Linked DNA regions of Mus musculus: all the other regions are linked to region 1. Evidence: chromatin contacts called from public HiCAR-type, HiChIP or PLAC-seq and promoter capture Hi-C data. All regions are on one chromosome and are shown on one strand. Each heading gives the region's core, a stretch centred on a gene start, on an enhancer-like site or on the middle of the called end of the contact. The rest is flanking DNA. Distances are from core to core; before and after follow the strand shown.

The links. Promoter capture Hi-C pulls out the DNA fragments that hold promoters and counts their contacts. HiCAR-type assays count read pairs that join an accessible place to other places. HiChIP or PLAC-seq counts read pairs in DNA pulled down with a chosen protein or histone mark.
Region 2: an H3K4me3 HiChIP or PLAC-seq map of pro-B cells shows a contact between it and region 1, with 6 times the contacts expected there. The contact joins the promoter of Irak4 here to the promoter of Prickle1 in region 1. A contact is called at or near these places in 14 of 39 promoter capture datasets (the 3T3-L1 cell line, 3T3-L1-derived adipocytes, the C10 cell line and 9 more), 7 of 484 Hi-C or Micro-C datasets (CD4 T cells, CD8 T cells, LSK cells and 3 more), 14 of 115 datasets of contacts at active chromatin or transcription factors (T-cell acute lymphoblastic leukemia, bone marrow-derived macrophages, cardiomyocytes and 10 more) and 2 of 9 other capture datasets (embryonic stem cells and liver).
Region 3: a promoter capture Hi-C map of cranial neural crest shows a contact between it and region 1, with 5 times the contacts expected there. The contact joins the enhancer-like site here to the promoter of Prickle1 in region 1. A contact is called at or near these places in 8 of 39 promoter capture datasets (the C10 cell line, cranial neural crest, embryonic stem cells and 5 more) and 3 of 115 datasets of contacts at active chromatin or transcription factors (astrocytes, embryonic forebrain and forebrain).
Region 4: a HiCAR-type map of astrocytes shows a contact between it and region 1, with 5 times the contacts expected there. The contact joins the promoter of Adamts20 here to the promoter of Prickle1 in region 1. A contact is called at or near these places in 4 of 39 promoter capture datasets (the 3T3-L1 cell line, the C10 cell line, hippocampal neurons and 1 more), 5 of 484 Hi-C or Micro-C datasets (cortical neurons, embryonic stem cells and muscle stem cells), 5 of 115 datasets of contacts at active chromatin or transcription factors (astrocytes, cardiomyocytes, embryonic forebrain and 2 more) and 1 of 9 other capture datasets (embryonic stem cells).
Region 5: a promoter capture Hi-C map of frontonasal cranial neural crest shows a contact between it and region 1, with 5 times the contacts expected there. The contact joins the enhancer-like site here to the promoter of Prickle1 in region 1. A contact is called at or near these places in 8 of 39 promoter capture datasets (the 3T3-L1 cell line, cranial neural crest, embryonic stem cells and 4 more), 1 of 484 Hi-C or Micro-C datasets (ventricular fibroblasts), 4 of 115 datasets of contacts at active chromatin or transcription factors (astrocytes, embryonic forebrain, forebrain and 1 more) and 1 of 9 other capture datasets (embryonic stem cells).
Region 6: a contact with region 1 is called in a promoter capture Hi-C map of hippocampal neurons, with 4 times the contacts expected there. The contact joins the enhancer-like site here to the promoter of Prickle1 in region 1. A contact is called at or near these places in 8 of 39 promoter capture datasets (the 3T3-L1 cell line, cranial neural crest, embryonic stem cells and 4 more), 1 of 484 Hi-C or Micro-C datasets (cortical neurons) and 2 of 115 datasets of contacts at active chromatin or transcription factors (embryonic forebrain and stem cell-derived neural progenitor cells).
Region 7: a contact with region 1 is called in an H3K4me3 HiChIP or PLAC-seq map of the SCID.adh cell line, with 16 times the contacts expected there. The contact joins the enhancer-like site here to the promoter of Prickle1 in region 1. A contact is called at or near these places in 13 of 39 promoter capture datasets (the HPC-7 cell line, the SN4741 cell line, cancer-associated fibroblasts and 9 more), 2 of 15 datasets of contacts at CTCF or cohesin (both in the NIH/3T3 cell line), 18 of 484 Hi-C or Micro-C datasets (the C2C12 cell line, DN2 thymocytes, the NIH/3T3 cell line and 14 more) and 20 of 115 datasets of contacts at active chromatin or transcription factors (the SCID.adh cell line, SST interneurons, cardiomyocytes and 14 more).

The regions. Positions count from the first base shown.
Region 1 is chr15:93,594,635-93,597,167 of GRCm38.p6, forward strand. Prickle1 (prickle planar cell polarity protein 1) reads right to left here and starts at 1,268. Exons shown (of 8, transcript NM_001033217.5): 1 at 1,060-1,268.
Region 2 is chr15:94,542,393-94,544,925 of GRCm38.p6, forward strand. It overlaps Irak4 (interleukin-1 receptor-associated kinase 4), which reads left to right and starts at 1,268. Exons shown (of 12, transcript NM_029926.5): 1 at 1,268-1,434. It overlaps Pus7l (pseudouridylate synthase 7-like), which reads right to left and starts at 1,115. Exons shown (of 9, transcript NM_172437.3): 1 at 1,068-1,115.
Region 3 is chr15:94,478,007-94,480,539 of GRCm38.p6, forward strand. No RefSeq gene overlaps it. Among named protein-coding and RNA genes, the nearest start is that of Pus7l, 64 kb to the right of the region's middle. Within about 2 kb of position 1,270, at least 50 of the 459 cell types and tissues checked have an H3K27ac peak or open chromatin away from gene starts, as enhancers often do.
Region 4 is chr15:94,403,085-94,405,617 of GRCm38.p6, forward strand. It overlaps Adamts20 (a disintegrin-like and metallopeptidase (reprolysin type) with thrombospondin type 1 motif, 20), which reads right to left and starts at 1,266. Exons shown (of 39, transcript NM_177431.5): 1 at 915-1,266; 2 at 105-466. The coding sequence starts at 1,005.
Region 5 is chr15:94,337,687-94,340,219 of GRCm38.p6, forward strand. It overlaps Adamts20 (a disintegrin-like and metallopeptidase (reprolysin type) with thrombospondin type 1 motif, 20), which reads right to left. Exons shown (of 39, transcript NM_177431.5): 17 at 1,001-1,167; 18 at 722-851. Among named protein-coding and RNA genes, the nearest start is that of Adamts20, 65 kb to the right of the region's middle. Within about 2 kb of position 1,270, at least 2 of the 459 cell types and tissues checked have an H3K27ac peak or open chromatin away from gene starts, as enhancers often do.
Region 6 is chr15:94,308,613-94,311,145 of GRCm38.p6, forward strand. The region is part of intron 28 of Adamts20 (a disintegrin-like and metallopeptidase (reprolysin type) with thrombospondin type 1 motif, 20); the gene reads right to left. Among named protein-coding and RNA genes, the nearest start is that of D630010B17Rik, 63 kb to the left of the region's middle. Within about 2 kb of position 1,274, at least 6 of the 459 cell types and tissues checked have an H3K27ac peak or open chromatin away from gene starts, as enhancers often do. A contact at or near this core is called in hippocampal neurons, where this site is marked.
Region 7 is chr15:94,190,611-94,193,143 of GRCm38.p6, forward strand. No RefSeq gene overlaps it. Among named protein-coding and RNA genes, the nearest start is that of Gm41388, 54 kb to the left of the region's middle. Within about 2 kb of position 1,266, at least 15 of the 459 cell types and tissues checked have an H3K27ac peak or open chromatin away from gene starts, as enhancers often do. A contact at or near this core is called in the SCID.adh cell line, craniofacial prominence, embryonic basal ganglia and 3 more, where this site is marked.

The sequences.
Region 1 (2,533 bases), core at 18-2,517:
AGTACATTAAAAATATCTGATGGCGAACCATGTCAATTATATAACATCAGCGCAGACACTGCCTTCCCAAAGCGCTGATTAAAACCAGGCGGCAGACAGAACTGTTCAGGGACAGATAGGAGATACAATTTCATCAAGTATAATTTGTCATTCATAAAACCTACCCTAAAAGCCACAAATGCAACATTCTTTTTTTTTTTTTTTTTTTTTTTTTTTTTTTTTTTTTTTTTTTTTTTTTTTAAACAGCACAAGTGCACTTGGGCTCCGCCAGCGATTTTTACACATGCTCCTTTTAGGCCGGTTCGCGGTGCGTTCTTCTCCTTGATCCTGGCTGCAGTTCTGCCTCTGACACGTTTTAAAACCAGGAACCAAGTGCGTCAGGCTTAAGACTCTGAGTCCTACAGGGGCGGGCTGGGACTCAAAGCTGTGCCAGCCGTCCCCACGACCTCCCGGGTACACCCCCCGTCTTCAGTCTCCCGAACGCAATCTGTGGACAATTTTCCCAAAGTCCCAAAAATAACACGGCCCTGCCAATAGTCGTTGGCGATGCCGTTTGTTTTTCTTAGAGGGCAATGAAAACTCAACAGCTTTCTGCTGCATCCCGAGTCCCGCTCCTGCTAATTATTAACAGACCTAGTTTCTTCAACTTTTTCTGCCAGAAGGGAGGACGTCGCGGCTCCCCTCCTCTCCCACGGGCGAGCTGCGTGCAGAGCAGGGGTCTCCACCGAGGGCAGGCTGCGGCTGCCTCTCCAGGGCAGGCAGCCCTTCCCGGGCACGCTAGGCGCCTAGTCTCCCCGCCGACGCCAGTAGGTGACAGGCGATCCTCAGCCACTCACCCTCGCCTCCCCGATCTCGCGTGGCCGGGCTCCGGGCCATGCAGCTGGCCTCGGCGCAGGGGGAACCTGGCTGCCACGCAGCACGAGGGGGCCGTGTGCCCAGCCTCTAGGCAGCCACAGCCCAGCAGCTCTTCTCGTGCGGTCCCCGCGCTCCCAAACCGCCGGACGTCCCACCCCGCGCCGTGACAACGCGGCCCGAGCCGCGGCGCCCCTCGCCACTCACCCCACGCGCGAGAGGCGGCCGCGCGGTCCTCGGCGGTGGCGTTGAGAGCTGCGGTCCTCCGCGTCAGGCGCGCTCCCGCGTGCGCAGCCCCGGGAGCGTCCGCAGCCGGGCCCGTAGCGCTGCGGCCGCGCGGTCCAGGTCAGCGCAGGCGGCGCGGGGCTTGCAAGGTGGTGGCGGCTCCCGGGCCGCTGCTCGGCTGCAGGCGGAGTGCGCGCTCCAGTCCCGGCCGCTGCAGAGCACCCGCCCCCGGCCGTCGCGCCGGCGCCAGCGAAATCCCGGAGCGCGGACGCAGGGGATCCAGGCGGCTCTGCGCGCCCACGCGCACAGTGCGGGGCCGCGATCCCTCCCGCGAGGCAGCACCGGCCGGGCTGCGGTCTGCAGGCCCGCCAGTCTCCGCCCCGCCCCGCCTCCGATTCTGTGCCCTTTTTAATGCTGTTGCCCAGGTTCAGCCAATAATCCAGATGGATTGATTGCCAGATAGGAAAGGTGAAGGAGAGGAAAAGGCGAACCCAATTTCCTCTGATCAAACACTTTGATGGGGTCCCTATTAGGGTTCCCTTTCCTTTGGGGGCGTGTACAGAGGGCACGAGTTAATTAAACTCTGAATTCCTTCCGGAGCTCTCGCCTCTGATAAACCCACCTGGACTCGATCCTATTTTGTGTAATTCCCCAGACTGGCCTTACTTAAGTCAGCTCCACAGCCAAGGGGTGAGATTTCAGATCAGGAAGGCCAAAGTGATCGTTTCAAGGAAAAAGCCTGAGGGTTACAGCTGAGGACCCTCGAGGACCGCGGTGTCTGGGGCCAGGACCAAGTTAGCAGGGTGCACTAGATGCAGGGTCCAAAGCCTTCATTCCACCATGAGGATAATTTTTCATTGACCAAGCCACTCTCCGTGTTTTCACTGTACCCGGTTCCCAGGGCTGGGCTGGGCTGGGCTGTCAGGCTCAGTCGCCCACGGTCAACAGGGACTCTGGCTGTTTCAAAGTTCTGCCCTGACATTTGCAGGGCCCCTTAAACCTTATCCTCTTACCTTCTCTACTCCCGGATCTGTGGAATGGACACTATGATCCCATATCTCAGAGGGCAGAGCCCACTGCAGCTGGTAATGACAACTTGACATGTGTCCCTACAAAGCTGGACCTTTGTGGACCTCCCTATGTCTTCTAAACCTTCCAAGATGCTGAAAGAAGCATCCTCCAGGACGAGAAGGCTTTGAGTGTTGCGAGTAGAGAGGATGACCTTGATTGATGGATTTGTATCTCTTTGAGGATAACCAAAGCTGACCGACCATTTTAGGACTTTCTCTGGTAGCAAGCATTTTCCATTTCTTTGGTGGCGAAGCAAAGAGAGCTTCGTTAAAAATGAAGCCAATGGATTACGAAGATGTAAAGTGACGATAACTAAAGTCAAACGAGGGAGCTCCAAAGCTAGAGTCTGTTTTCCTCACCTCTTACTCCTCAGTCGGTTAACATC
Region 2 (2,533 bases), core at 18-2,517, 950 kb after region 1:
CCAAGGCCAATTCTATAGGGAATGAATCACAGTCCTCACACAATCTACTCTCTCCACGACACACGGAGCCCTGAGAGAGCAGCTTCACTGCCTAGCTCTTGTATTTCCCAGACTTTACAAGTAATTGATCATCTACATCCTCAGACATTTTCACCCACCAATAATCTAATCTATAGGATTCATCTATAAGCTTTAGGAACCTGTTTTCTTTTCTTTCACACACACACAAAGAAAAAAACTGATTTAATTTCCTGTATAGCATGACTAGCTAATGTGTTCATTATTTACTGTCCATCTTCTTCAACTTAAAGTGTCAGTTCCACATGAGCCAGAATTCTGACTAGCCCATATTCAGAACAGCACCAAGGACATAGTAGGTCTGCAGTAGATACTAGTTGAACAGATACAAGTAGAACACAGTAAGAGCGTTAATGGTGACAAGAAAGAAAGAAGTGTTAACTTTTGTCTATGATAATCAGGAATGGTATATAATAAACTGCTACTTGACTTTGGAAATAGTTCAAGAGACAGAAGCGGGGTAGAAATACCACGTGCAAGTACAATCAAGACGGGCACTGGGGGGGGGGGGGGGAAGGGGGAAGCCCTGACACAGAGCAGAGGGGATAGGGAGAATACAGCTGAAGTAATGCTGACAAGGAAAGATAGTGAACACCCTGTCAAAGGTTGGCATCTGCCCCCGTGGAGTTGTTTCTAATGGCAGATGGAAATCAGCAGTCAGCTCTGACCAAGTCCACAGGGGTCCTCGGAACCCTAGGGATTGTTGGAAAAGAAAGACCATAGGACGGCTTTCCAGGCTACACGTGGGGACAGTGCAGCACGAAGGCATGGCAGTCAAGCAGCTAGTCAAGAGGCGGGCAGACAGGGCACGTGGGGGCGAGGGTGGCAAGAGCTCCTCCTCCGCTCCGCGGGGCGAGCCGAGGCTGCAGAGGGACTCCCACCCCAACCCCACCCCGCTCCCTGGGCGCCGCCACCACGCCTCCCTCCCCGGTCCAGCAGTCTTGGATCCACCGGTGACCCGGCATCCTAATAGACTCTGTGAGCTCTACCTCGCTTCCGTGAGAAAGTGGTCCGCCGAGTGACACAGTGCGCATGCCCAGAAGCCTTTCCGCCGCCTAGCCTCTTACAGGGACATTTAAAGGGACAGGCTCCGGTTGGTGTAGCTCTTCCCTGGGTGGAGCTCGGGGAGGGAAAGGCGTGGCCTTCCGGATTGGCTCCGCCCCTATACTCTCACCCTTAGCTGACCTGCCCTCCCTGTCCCACAGGGGGATATGATGCCCCGGTGACCCGCAGCATCCCGATCGCAGGCAGTCTGAAGTCGCCTGGTGGTCCTGCGTCCTCCACCCCCGAGTCCTCGCCGGACCGTGGCGGGACGCCGATCGCCTTGTCCAGGAAGCGAGGGACGTCCGAGAGGAAGTAGGTTGTATGAGGAAGGCTGATCTCAAGCCACGATCTCTCCGCTGTCCTCTGTCCCGGGCCGGGTTGGTGATCAGTCGCTTCGCTCCAGAACCAGGAAATGGGCGCACTCGGGCAGAGGAGGCTTGGGGAGCCCCGCAGCCTCTGTGCGCTGCTCTGCCGCCGGAGTGTCTCGCTTGCTCGCTATGGGGAGCATAGGAAGCTAGCTGTAGTCAGACAGTCCAACAGGTAGAGGGAGAGGTAAGCGCAAGACAGATTGGAAGCAAGAGAGGGGCAGGAAAAGCATTCCCAAGAGAGCAAGAAAGCACCATTAGCTTTCGGAATGGACACAGTGGCCCCAAAGCAGGAAATTTAAAAAAAAAAAAAAATCGATTTTTCCGTTTCTGGGAGTAATTCTTCAAGATGTATGCCAAAGAGCTCAGGGTTTTTTTTTTTAATTCTCCTATTTTCATGCTAAACATTTTTGCTTCCTACATGTTTCAAGACTGATCTGATCACTCCGGCCAAACTTGGGCCTCCCAGTCTTGTCTTTGTTGTGTTCCCTGTTCAAACAGAAACAAACAAAAAACAAACAAACAAAACAACTTAGGAGATGAATTCGCACTCTACAGTAGCACAGACTTCTGTTGACTGCACTGCAGACAACAACGGACTGAACCGCTGAGCCTGTAAGCCAGCCCCAATTGAATGCTGTCCTTTATAAGAATTGCCTTGGTCATGGTGTCTCTTCACAGCAATGGAAACCCTAACTGAGACAAGTCACCAACTGGGAACCAAGTACTCAAATGAGGGACGATGGAATCCCCTCCTGTTCAAACCACCGCAGGCAGCGTTTAACAGACTGCCAAATGCATTCTCAGCTTGCTACCTTCTTCCATCATTAGAATAAAACTCCCCTGTGTTCTTGCCTCCCTTTTCTCCCTATTCTTCCTAACGTTTTATTTTTCAGGCACCTGGATTAATATCTGTCACAGATAGGACATGTCTTGGTGAATGGATGACATTATACATTTTAGTATACCCAAAGCGTTTTAGTGGCCACTGAAGTATGTCAGTGTTTAGAAATTGTGGACATCTCTCGGCATCTCAAAGGTCTTTT
Region 3 (2,533 bases), core at 20-2,519, 880 kb after region 1:
TTTAAAAATCTTTCTTCAGTTTGAAATCATTATCTAGGAACAATTATAAATGTTTAATGTATCTTTGTGTGTGTGTGTGTGTGTGTGTGTGTGTGTGTGTGTGTGTGTGACCGTTTATGTGTGTGAATTTGGGTAAGTTTGAAGATCTAAGGTCAACATGCAGTCTTGCCAGCACCCCAGAGTCAACGCCTGTTTTTATCTTCTGCTGTAATTGCCACACTAGCTGGCCCAGGGCTCCTCGGATTCTCTGATTTTTGTCTCTGGGGTGACAGATCTGGCTTTTATGTAGACTTGGGAGATTGGAACTCAAGTTCACAACATATACGGCATGGCAAGCTTCTGTTCCCACTGAACCCTATACTCAGCCCCCCATATCACATTCTTTATATTGTTTGCCTTATCTCTAACCCTTAAAATGACCTTTCATTGAGTAAATATCATTGGTAAGGGGGCGGGGGGTTCTATGTAGGAAAACACAGTTAACAGGAAGAAAGGCATCACTGATTTTTAAGTAAATTTTCATGTCTTAAAGGATGTGTTATTAAATTTATATGGAACATGTAACCCCATTTATTGTACTTCAACACTAAGTATAAGCCATTGTCATAAAGAATTCTCTCTTGCTACATAAAAGGCCTAGCTAACATTTGGGCAAACTGAGATCATGGTCAAAACCCCACAGACGCAAGTGCATCGGCTGGAGCACACCGGTTCAGACGAGTCTTCGAAGAGTGAGGGGTGTTGTAAGAACACTGGTGGCTTCTTCAAGGAGTCTCCTTCACAGTCCTAGGATAAAGGCCGGGTAAAGGGTGCGTAATGCCCAGCGTAATCTGATTGAGGTAAATGAGCTTTTCGGGAGGTGTTTTGATGTCTGTTCCCCATTAACGACAGAACAAAGCCAAGGAGCAGCTCTCGCCTCTGCCTCCCACGCACCTCGGCTCACCCCTGTCAATCTTAACCACAACAGATCTTCCTGTTAACTGGCATGAACAGAAGTGTTCCGCCATGCATGTAACCGTGGCTTCAGGCAAAAAAAGAAAAGAAAAAAAAACCTTTCCTAGGACCTAGCAGAATTAATAAAAAGAAGAATTGGATAAGGCAGGAGAGAACTTAAACCACGGTATCATTGACTCTCCCTCGCCTGGACTTATTTTCATCCTATATTTCTCGTCTGGCTTTTACCAAAATATAGAGTGGTCTAAATTCATCTTAGGTTCTCTTACAACCCACATACTTTCCTCCGTTGTCTTCCCAGTAAGGGAGCAAAGTACCCTTGGAGGCAAATCTCTGTTTCCTATTAAACTCGACCAAGCTCTCAGTGTCTTCTGGCCCTTTCAAAGTGGCTGAGTTGAAGTAATTGTAATAAGTCCCTTCTAATAAGGACAGATATAAAAGCCCGAAGCCACCCACAACCCACAGATGCATTTCAGCAATAATTTGGACTAGAGAAAGATAGTTCTTCTGTTCACAAAAGGGAGGGGACATTTTGAGACTAGGTGAAACCTGAATATCTCCCCCTCCCTCTGCGGCTGCAGAGTCAAGGACCAGGGTGTGAGCCCCTCTCTGTTACTATATGTCTCTGTTTTATATGTTTCTTTAGACAAGCAACTTATTCTTCTTAAGTCTTGGGCTCATCGACTGTGTCTTTTATGAAAATGTCTACTTCACCTCTGACTTTGTCCTAAACATGAAAAGCGCCATCAAATGAGCCCTCCTCCCCTCCCCCATAGCTCAGTTCTGTTACAAGCATTACCCTGTTCATTGTCTAGATCTACCAGTCAGGACAATTCATTTTGTTTTGTTTTAGCTAGTGAGCAGATCTTTTTCTGCTGCCCTGAAAAAGAAAAAAAAAAATTTCACAGCTTTAATTCTTTTTAGTTGATAACATTTGCCTAATGAACTACATGTGATAGATTCTTTAGAGTTAATAACCAGGCAGAAAGGAAGAAAAGCAAGGCCTTGGCATGAAGCCAGGTTGTCATTATTGGCTTTTGTGAAAAAGAAGACAGTTGGATTTCCAGACAGTCCAAGAGGAAAAAATATATATACAGTCCATATGCCAAGCAGGCAATGTATTCTCAAGTAACACCAAGCTGTGGGAGAGAAGGAAAAAGCAGAGGATCTTCCACTTCCCAGGGATGCTGTACAGAAGACAGAAAGTAAAGTTAAAAAGTAAAGTGTGGCAAAGCCCCAAAGTATAACAGTGGGATCAGGAAGAGTAGCCAACCTCAACAGTAGCCAACAGTTGCCACTAGCATTTAGCTACCATGAAGGTCAAGGGTTGCAAGCAACTTCTATAGCAACAGTTCTTGGTGATATATAATTAATACTTTATCTTAAAACCTCAGGAAACCGTCTCCACACTTACTAGTCTGAATGCTAGATTCTCTGGCAGTCACAAAGCTAAACGGCTGGTGAGCTAATGGCCACACAGTCCTAGAACAACTGAAACAGGAGTCCTCCTAATGGGCTTCCAGGACTCTCACAGAGACGAAAAGCTGACTTTATCTCTGAGAACAACTGTCATCTGTGG
Region 4 (2,533 bases), core at 16-2,515, 810 kb after region 1:
GAGGACTCCAAGGAACCTACTAGGAACCACCCACCATGCCCCAATCCCCAGACAGCCCTGGCCTGGATCAGAGAAAACTCATAGGGAGGTACAATCAGGCTTACCAGTCCTCCACAGAGACTGAAGACAGCAGTGTGGTCCTCTCGCGCGTTGACCTGGCCACGGTAGAAACAGTGGCGCAGGTCTGGGGACTCCGTGCTGCGCCCGCCTGGTCCAGGTACCGGGGTCCCCAAGTGCACCTCAGTGTAGCCTGCAGCCAGGAAGGCCGCATCAGCGCTCAGGTTCAGCTGGAAGAGCTGCCCGTAGGCGCTGATTCGGTAGTGGGTCCTGAACGGAGGAGGCTCCGGCACCCCGGAGCTACGTTTCTTCCGGCTGAAATGCCGGTTCTGGGGAAACACGTCTCCGAACTCATTGACCCGCGTGGGGGTCACCACTTCGTAGGAGGCCAGAGTCTTCACCAGGGCTTCTGCAACACACAGCGAAATGTCTATGAAGCCCCGACGCTGTCCAACCCACAAGCTCTTGAGCCAAGCATCCCTACCCAAGGTCCCCAGTTTTGGTCAGTCTCAGGGGCACGACAGATATACACACACGCACACACCTGGGCACCGTGGGCATGTACTGCTTTCCCACGGGTCCTATATGCTCTATACAGACCTTGCCACCCACCACCCAGCGCAGCCACCTCCTTGCCAGCCCCTCTTCTCTTCCCAGCCTCCAGCAACCCGTGTTGTCCGGATGCACGCTGCTCCATGCCCCACGCGTGCCCGCCGCATGATCAGGAGAGCGTGTCCCCAGAGATTCCACGACAACCAAAAAAGTCCTCGGGGATGCTCTGAGCTGGGTGGCCTGGGGTCTCCAACCAGTCTGCACCACCCACTCGCACCCGGCCCAAGCGCCCACGGCGACCTTACCCTGTCGTGGGTGGAAACGAACTTCCCAGGACCCAGTGAGAAGGAGCGAGATCGGGCAGAGCAACCCGGTCAGCCACTTGGCCACCCGCATGGCTGCACACAGGGGAGGGGATCCCGACTGGGAGGCCGCCCCAGGGCCGCCGGCTCCCCGAGCTCCGCTGCCCTCCTCCGCGCTCTAGCGGTTCTCCGCGGCGTCTCAGCAGCCTCCTGAGCACCCGGGACTGCACCCCGGCTCGCCTCGCCCCGCCGCCAGTCCCCGCTCCCGGCGCCGCTGCCTCATCGCGCGCTGCCCGCCTGGCTCTCTCAGGCCCGCGCGCCCCGCGCTCCCGCGCCACCCTGGGAAGCGCTCGCTGCCCGGCCCAGCGGGAACCGAGCCAGAGTAGCGGGGCGCGCGGGGCGGCGGAGGGCCCGCCCCCCAGGACCTGGTCGACCAATCAGCGGGAGGCGCGGCGGCTCGGCCTCCCGCGCAGCCCCTGCCCCGCGCAGCCCCGCCCGCGGGCGCGCGCACCGGGACCTCCCTGGCTGCAGCTCCGCGTCCCCAGGACCAGCCAGACCCCACGCACGTTGACAGGTGATAGGAGCACGGAGTGAAATGACAAGTGTCAGACCGGGGCCTATGCAATTCACGTTTGAGAGGTCCTATTCGGCTTCCCACGCAAAATAACCATCCGTAACCGGATGCTATCCATGGAGCTTGTGGTGAGGCTCAGTTTTTTGAGGGTCCCTGTGTGCAGGGAGACTCTGGAGTTTGGAGGATACGGAGCTAGAAGACTTGTGTATGACTGCATTAACCTATCTCTCTTGGTTGAGGAAGTTCAAGGAGGTCATTGGAGTCTCCAGAACTCCAGTCACATGTGATTACTGTTGCCTGTCTGCGCCTTTGGTTTTGTGCTTAAATATGCACAAAGGACTCTCCCCAAAACATACAAATGTCAAGAACCACGGAACATCTGCCTGTTTCTGGGACCAATCTCTCCACCGAGTGAAGAAAGCCCTCTGTCAATGTTAACTCTCGTCAACAATATCTGTAGCTCTGAATCCGTGCGCAAGGCCAGGCCCTACTGCAACGGACAAACTTTAGCATGAAGAGAAAAACAGCTTCTTTTCAAGGGTACTTCTCGTGTCCTGAGCTCACCTGTTTGATTTGCAGGATCTGCAATTACTTCTATTACCAGAACGGAAAAAAACGGGGGAGAGGGGCTGGGAGCCTTGAAATCCAACCAAGGCCATTAACCAGGGAAGGCAAACCTTCACGGATACAACGGGGTGACTGCAGCTCAGTTTGGCTTACAGTCACTGTTGCAGTCACTGTTGCGCTCTGGGCTCTTGGCCTTGGAAATTGCCCTCTAACCATACGTTCCCTCCTTCCATGTCACCGGTATCAATCTTCTGTTGTTGGCAGCACGGGTAGTAGAAGAGTTTCAGGAAGGGAGAGTCGAAACTTATATTTGATGGTGAAATCCCCAGCTGGGTGGTGGTATGGTAATCCTCACTCGCTCCTCTTTTCCTTCCCACTTTCCCACCAGTGCCATTCCATCCACCAGAGAATTAGAGAGCATGGCAGGTTTAGGTTAGAATGTGGTGGTCTTAAAGAGAACAACAACGGACTTTACCCACAA
Region 5 (2,533 bases), core at 20-2,519, 740 kb after region 1:
CATGCTCCATCCTATACAAGATGTATACCTCAGCTTCCACACTCTACAACTTCCTCCACCTTTTCTGGGGAATCCATGGCACTGCACTTGCATGACAAGGTCTGTTTATGTGCAGTCTATATCTGAATATAAAATTGGGCTCCTAACAATGATCTGAATCAAAGCGGTCCCTCAATAAATCTCGCCGGTACGGAGCAGAAACAGCATCATATCACAACCACACCCACATTTGCAGACCACGCCGTGGCTCCACTGTTTCCGTTTTCCCTTCTGCTCTCCATCTCCCTCCTTTGCCCCTTTCCTCTCTGATCCTTCCAGTTTTTCACGTCACAGTACAAATGTTATTTTCTCGTGTCCAAGGAAGAGAAATAAATGTTTGACATTGTGACAGTGAAAGACAAATGGGATTCTAAGAAAAGATGTGTGGAGGGGAATGACGGGGGGGGGGGTGGGGGGGGTTGGTACTAACCTGGAAACCTAGAGGGAAAGGAGAGAGAGCAACAGTGGAAGATGCTGAGAGAGAACAGTAGGGTTGATGGGGTGGTTGGTTAGCCACAAGGAAAAGAAAGACCTGGGAAGAAGGGGTACAGACAGGGTACGTTGCAAGCCCGTGTGCTCTGTGTATGGAAGGTCACACTTAAAAGAAATCCAACCAAACTTAAGGGAAATCCAGACAATACCAGCATGCATAACTTGGGTCTCTTATTTAAGGCCAGGGTACCTTGGCACATTTTGGTACAGTCTTGCCACGGCCCGTATGGATCCCAGGAGAACAGATTGCTCCTCTCCTCAATGGGGATGTTGAAGGAATAGCGCACGTCAGGGTTGTATAAATTACCCACACACAACACCTCAATAAAATACAGAGGGACACACAATTAACTTATAAAAGATAAACTCATGAGACATTGTTTTTATAGCTGATAATGGCAAGCACGTCACAAGTCCACTGATAAAGACTGCAGCTCTGTCTCGCCGCTGCCTACTAGCCGTTAGTTACCTGCAGAACGAGCTCCGCCTCCAGCCGGTCCGTGCTGTTAATTCTTTCAATCGAGTTGTTTGACCCGCTGTATTCGAAAACAGCACCCTGGATGTTGATCTCTTTCTTCGCCATACTTACAACAAAGTTTCCATTCAGGAGAAAGTTCCCTTGAGTGTCAGATAATGCTGAAAAACAATGTAACGCGGCTCTCCTGAGATAGGGACCGGGCAGGGTGGGAGGAACTGGCTTCACTTTCAAATTCAAGCTCTTTCCTGAATCTGCAGAAAGCAGATATAAATGGGGGCTAAGGAGATAAGCTTCTCCATGGTGCTGTGTAAGGAAACCTGAACAGAGCAGCCAAGTATGTTAAGACAGATTCATCCCACCCTGCCGCATCCCAGAACCTCTCCAGAGGCATGAAACAGGAAAGACACACAGAGACAGGAGAAACTGGACAAACCAGAGCGCCCCCATACAGAGCACCCAACTAGACAATCACCAGTGCAGAAAGCAGACAACATCCCGTCTGCATTCCATTTAGGTTTAATTCGAAACAAATGTGCTAAGCCTTAATGTCTTAAAGCCAAATTTTAAAATTAAGTTAGCCCGTTGACAATGTCGTACGCGGATGCAATGCATTCTGGTTACTCTCCCCCACCCTCCCCTCTCCCCCACCCCCATCCTCTTCCACTCCTCTCTACTAACCCTGTCCCCTGATTTGTGACCCTTGGTTTGGTTTTGTGGCCCATTTAGTTTAACCGGGACCATCTGTGTGACCACTGGATGGGGATCCGAGCAACATAAAACACTAGCAGGGTACCCCATCCCCCCAAAAATGTCCACAGTTATTCACAAAGACGCTGTTGGTCACCATCAATACGTGTGACTCTTTTCAAAATAATATCTTCCTTTTATAGACCCTTTCAATCAATCTTTAATTGACTCCTATTAAAGAATCAATATAAACCCCGGTGGTCATTATTATCAACCTGATCGTATCTAGAATCACCTTGAAGGCAAGCTTCCTGAGAGGGCCATCTAGATTAGGTGAGGCTCTGGCCGTGCCCGTGAAGGGTCGTCTTGATTAGGCTTTCTGAGGTTAGGATTTCCTAACTCTAAGCAGCGCAGTTCCTGGGCTTGGGTTCAGTCTGTATGGAAGAGAACGCTAGCTGAGCACAGGCAGTAATTCTCCGCCTTCTGACTGTGGCTGGCAGGTCACCAGCTGCCTTGCGCTTCTGTTGCTCGGACCCTCTTTGCATGTTGTCTACACCCTTGACATAGTTGGCCAAAACAAACCCTCTTTACCTTAAAAGTCTTTTGTCAGGGTATTTCATCACAGCAATGGGAAAAGTAGCTCGGACTCTTGTCACACACGTACATGTGTGCGTATATAATATACATTCATGATTTGCTACATCTAAATACAGAGTCTGATAGAGTTCATAGCTGCATGAAATTGAGTGTTCTTCAGTGAGCAGCTCAGCTAGGTATGTGGGTCACACGTACCCAACACTTGTGTGAGAGGTCCAGCTGATTTGTTACTGTAAGAGT
Region 6 (2,533 bases), core at 24-2,523, 710 kb after region 1:
ACTAAGTAATTCTACAAAGGTCAAAGGTCGCTACTCTATCCAGTTTTCAAATATAAAACATGAAGCAAAGTTAGATTAATTTATCCAGTGTCTCTTGTAGAAATACTCAACACACAGTGTTAGTTGGTGCACACTAGTATTAGAAAAGCAGGGTGGAAAAACATTGCGACCTGTAAAGAAATGTCTCAAACATTGAATCGACTTTCTTCAATGGGAGTTGATGAAGTCATTTCAAACTTGTAAAGAAGGATGCTGTCCTTCCACTCTAACCCTGGAGGTTCTGACTGTCACTGGAAAAATCAAGGCAGGAAGCTGGAGCCAGGAGCTGGAGCAGAGACCATGGGGAATTGCTGAGCTGCTTGCCATCTTACACAAGGTTCACCTGCCACGGAAGGCACCACCCACAAAGGACTGGGCCCTCTGACACCAGCTAGTCAAAAAAGTCCTCACAGGCCAATCCCCAACTGGGCTTTCCTCCTCCTGGTGACTGTTGTTTATGTTATTGTCTCATCTGCCTGGGGGTGGGAGGTGGGGACAGGGGGGTGGGGGGTGGGGAGAGGGGGGAATCCACCAGTACAGTATTGAAATCATCTCTATTTTGCTAAAAAGCAATACTAAATGTATTTCTAATTCAAAATTCAAGCATCAGCAGCATTTATTATTAAGACACGGTCTTACTATGTAGCCCTGGCTGGCTTGGAACTTGCTATATAGATCAGGGTGGTCTTAAAAATCACAGAGTTGACCTGCCTCAGCCTCATAAACACTGGGGTCAAAGGGCTGAGCCCTCTTGCTTAGCTGAAAGCACTGTTTGCAGCAAAAAGTACTCAGGACCTTCTGCCATTATTCTAAAGCTTGTCATTTACTTTAAACTCTATACCTAAGAGTATTTTTTGTTTGTTTCTGCTATAAAAGGATAAGGATTATTTTAGACTTCTTAGTAATGTCTGTTTGCAAGTGAGACTGATCTAGATTTCCTGTCTGGAGTTTAAAACTCATCTGGGGACCTCAATCTTTACTTATTTTAAGACAACAAAAACTGTGGCTATTATGAGAATAGTGGAAATAGTGCCAAATTTTAAATAATTCTCTCAGTGGTATTGCTGTGAGTTCACTTTTTTTTCCTGGTGCCTTTATAAACCACAGCAAACCAGGAGACTGTTTGTCCAAGAAGGTACGATAATCTCTGTAATAAAGATCCCACTCATACGCTATCTGGGAGCCCACAGCCAGAACCATGAGCATCTGCCTTCCTGGACGGTGAAACTGAAATCTGTTCGGTGTGGGCAGACTCCCCCTCCCACACACACTTACTTTTAAGGTATTACTAGGATAACACTGACAACATTCTTAAAACCAAGCCCAGCAAAATAGCAGGATTGACCAACCCCATTTCTGCAATCGCTTTGTGAGCTGCTTTGGGAATCGACAGAGCGGCCAAGAGGTTTGCTTTTAGGCAGGATTGTAAAGGTCCCAAAAGGACTGTGCACTGAGAGCTGTTGGATGAGACGTGAATGGGTGCTCATTACGTAAGTGTTCTGGGCAGGGAGAGGTTGGAGCTAGGCTTAGAGAAAAGCCAGACACTGTACAAGTTAATGTCTACTTAGCACGTGCGACGAAAGTGGCAACAGAAGGGCTTTAGGGATAAAATTTATATGTCAGTGAACTCAAGCCTATTTTAAATAATGAGCATAAGCACGTAGCATGAATTATTTTTGTGAAATTTAAGATTTTTTTTCAATTTCTAATACCAGGTAGTGATGGATTGAATACTAAAAACACATGGGATAGGGAATCAGGCACTTAGGTTTTGAAATCACTGTCAGTTTTTGGCCAACCCAGGGCTAGGTGTTTATTGTGGCTTGAATGTGGAATGCTCCCCAGAACCTCCGGTGTTTGAATACTTGGTTCCCCACTGCTAGGACTGTTCAGAAAAGTCTTGAGACCTTTGGGCAGTGGAGTCTTTCTAAATAAAGAGAGTAACTTGGATAGGTGTTAAGGGTTTGTAGCCCAGCCTCACATCCTGCCTGCAATCTACTCCCCAGCTACCAATGAAAGGTGACCAGCCCCCTCTGCCTGTCTGCCTTTCCCGCCATGATAGACTAGTCCTTCTAGAACCAAGAGCCAAGCCACACCCATTATTAAGTAGTTTGGTCAGATGTCGAATTGTAGCAATATGTAAAGTAACTACCAGTGCTTCAGGTTTACCAGTTCTCTGTTTTCTCTTAATAAAATGACACAAGCTGCAGGGCCTGCACTGCTGGCTAGCCGTGCTGCACTGGTGGCTAGCCATGCTGCGCTGGTGGGTAGCACCACTGCACTGGTGTGTAGCCACACTGCAGTATTACATGTGAAGGAATCACCTACAGTGCTTGACATATGTGTGTAAATGCACATTAAATCAACTGCTCCCACATTCCTTTCTTCCTTCCTTTCTTGCTTCCTTCCTTACTTCCTACCTGCCTGCCTTCCTTCCTTCCTCTCTTCTTTTCTTCTCTTCTCTTCTCTTCTCTTCTCTTCTCTTCTCTTCTCT
Region 7 (2,533 bases), core at 16-2,515, 600 kb after region 1:
TCAAGGTTGGGAGGCAGCTAATTAAGGGGAGGGATGAGTTAGACCCAACAGAATTTAATAGATATTTTTAAATTCATCATTGTTGTTAAAGGTAAGTCAAACTTACTTTACTAGTATGCATAAAAACATACAAACCCATATGTATATATATGTATGTATATATACATATATAAATATATATATATACATGTATACACATATACACATATACAATATGCGCATATACACACACATATATATAAAGAACCTGATAATGTTTTGATATGTATATGCATTATGCAGTGTTTAAATCAGAGCAAAAACACCTGTCTTCTGAAACATTCATTTTTTTTTTTTTGCTTGAAAGGAAACATTCAAATCTTTTCCAAATTAAGATGGCAACACTCTTATGTCTACTCAGTTCCATGACAGCAACCATAGCCATAGTCCCTTCCTCCTCCTATCAAACTGTAGCAGCTTCCAAAGAGTTTCATTATCAACTGTCTTACACAGACGTCCTCTAACAGACAGCATTTCCCTTAGACCAGTATCCAGGGAGTTGGTACCAACTCAAACATTAGGTTACTCATCAAATAATTTATTTTGCCGTGGAGACTTGGAATTTATTTAGTGATAATGATTTTCACTCCCTCAACATTAAAATACACCAGGGGTAAGACATCTGGACGCTTTGCCAGAAGCTACGCTTAGACAGAACCGAAATATGATCGGTACCAAGTAGCATCCCAGCAAATGTGATGAGATAAAGCAAAGGTGTTCACCAGCAATCCTTCCAAAAAGGAATGAAGTGATGGAAGGGAATATTTTGATAAGAAGATTAGATGGTAAGGTTCTTGAGTTCCGAATCGAAAATTGCATCACCCTTGCATTGAGAAACCTCTGGTACAGAAAGGTCCCTCTCACCTTCTCTTGTCCTTCTGCCCCAAAGCAGTGAATAAAAGATTGCTTCGGCCTTTCTCTGAAGTCAGGACACTTGTATGAGAGATACCTTCCCTACGCTCTGAGGAAAGAATACATCTCTCTGAAGACACAGGGTCGCTGAGACGCTCTGAGTGCCCAAAGGGCTGTGAGTCTCAACAGATTTATTTTATTCAATCCAAGCAAGTCAGTTCTGAAGATTAAGAAAAAGAAAATCAGGAGCCTGTGTTTCAGATAACCTGAAGAAATAGGAATTCGGTTGTGTTTAGTGAGACAGGGCGAACCTGCAGAAAGAAAATATAGGCTAAGCCTCAAACAGGAGAAAATCGAAGGTGCTCGTGGTCACTGCGCACTGAAGGCCTGGGGGATGCTGTCAGGAATCAGCATTGAAGGCTCTGAGGGCTGCTGGCAGCCAGAAAAGGAAAGATTTAAATGGTGAGCTTGGCAACCTATTAGGTGCCCTCTTGAGGCTGTACTGGCAATCTGGCCATTTGGTGGAAAGAGAGATGTCATCAGGGAACCACGATGAAAAGACAGTTGAACCTGAGGTGAACTTAGGTGACTGCTGCAGATAATTTCAAGTTGCTGATGGTGAAGGAGCTGGTGACAGAGAAGGACTCAGAAGAAATCTAATGATGCTACAGAATCCATACAACGCTTACCTCAGAATTAAGCAATCAGGAAATTCCTCGGTCACAGGGAAAATATTAAGAGGAGAGACTGACAGGATGCGTAGAGTTGCATTTAGCGACATGATCTTAACACAATTTAACAAACCCCCCAATTTGCAGCACACGTTGGCGGATGGGAGGGTGGTGAAATCACAGTCCCCACGTATGGTGTATAAATGCACGCGTTCCGTGTGTGCATTAGAGTGTCAGATACTTTGACTTTAAGAACCTAAATTCCCTCCCCCGTAGATTTCACCCAATCCTATTTTTAGAAAATGAGCCTGAAGTTCTGATAGGTTAATTATCGATATAATGAATAAGGGGGGAAATTAGGGCTGTAAATCTGACTTCCCGAGACGGAAGAATGCGAGACAGAAGGAGATGGGCATGCACCGAAGAGCGCTTCGCTTTCCACAAGGAACTTAATCTTTCTGAGCCCAAAAGGAAATTTCCTCAAAGATTTGTCATAGTCTCCTGCCCGAAGGCAGCTTGATGGAGTTTCTCAGAGCCTGGATGACACACAATGAAGCATGGGTGCTTTAGAATTGAAATGCTGTTGTGGAATGGAATGTGATGTTGGATGTTGCTTTAAAGAAATGGACACTTCCTATGGCTTCTTTCTATTCCCCCAATTAATGGAGTTTTTGCTTATTGCTTAAACAGGAAGAGGTGTTGGGGTGGACAAAGTAGTTTTCTTAGAAGTTTTAGACAATACATCCTGTTTCACTTTATCGCTTCAACCTCTCTTCCTCCACTTAGAGTGGACCAGTTTGCTCCAGCCGCGGTCCCAGTCAGCTGTTGCACAGCACACAGGCTGCTCTTCTGTAGATGCTCCTGCCCCTGGGATGATGGTTAACTTGGGCATTTTATTTTCTCAAAATCCTTCCATTGCCTCTTACCACGACTCAGATAAAGATATGAAACTTATAAAATGACCCAAACTA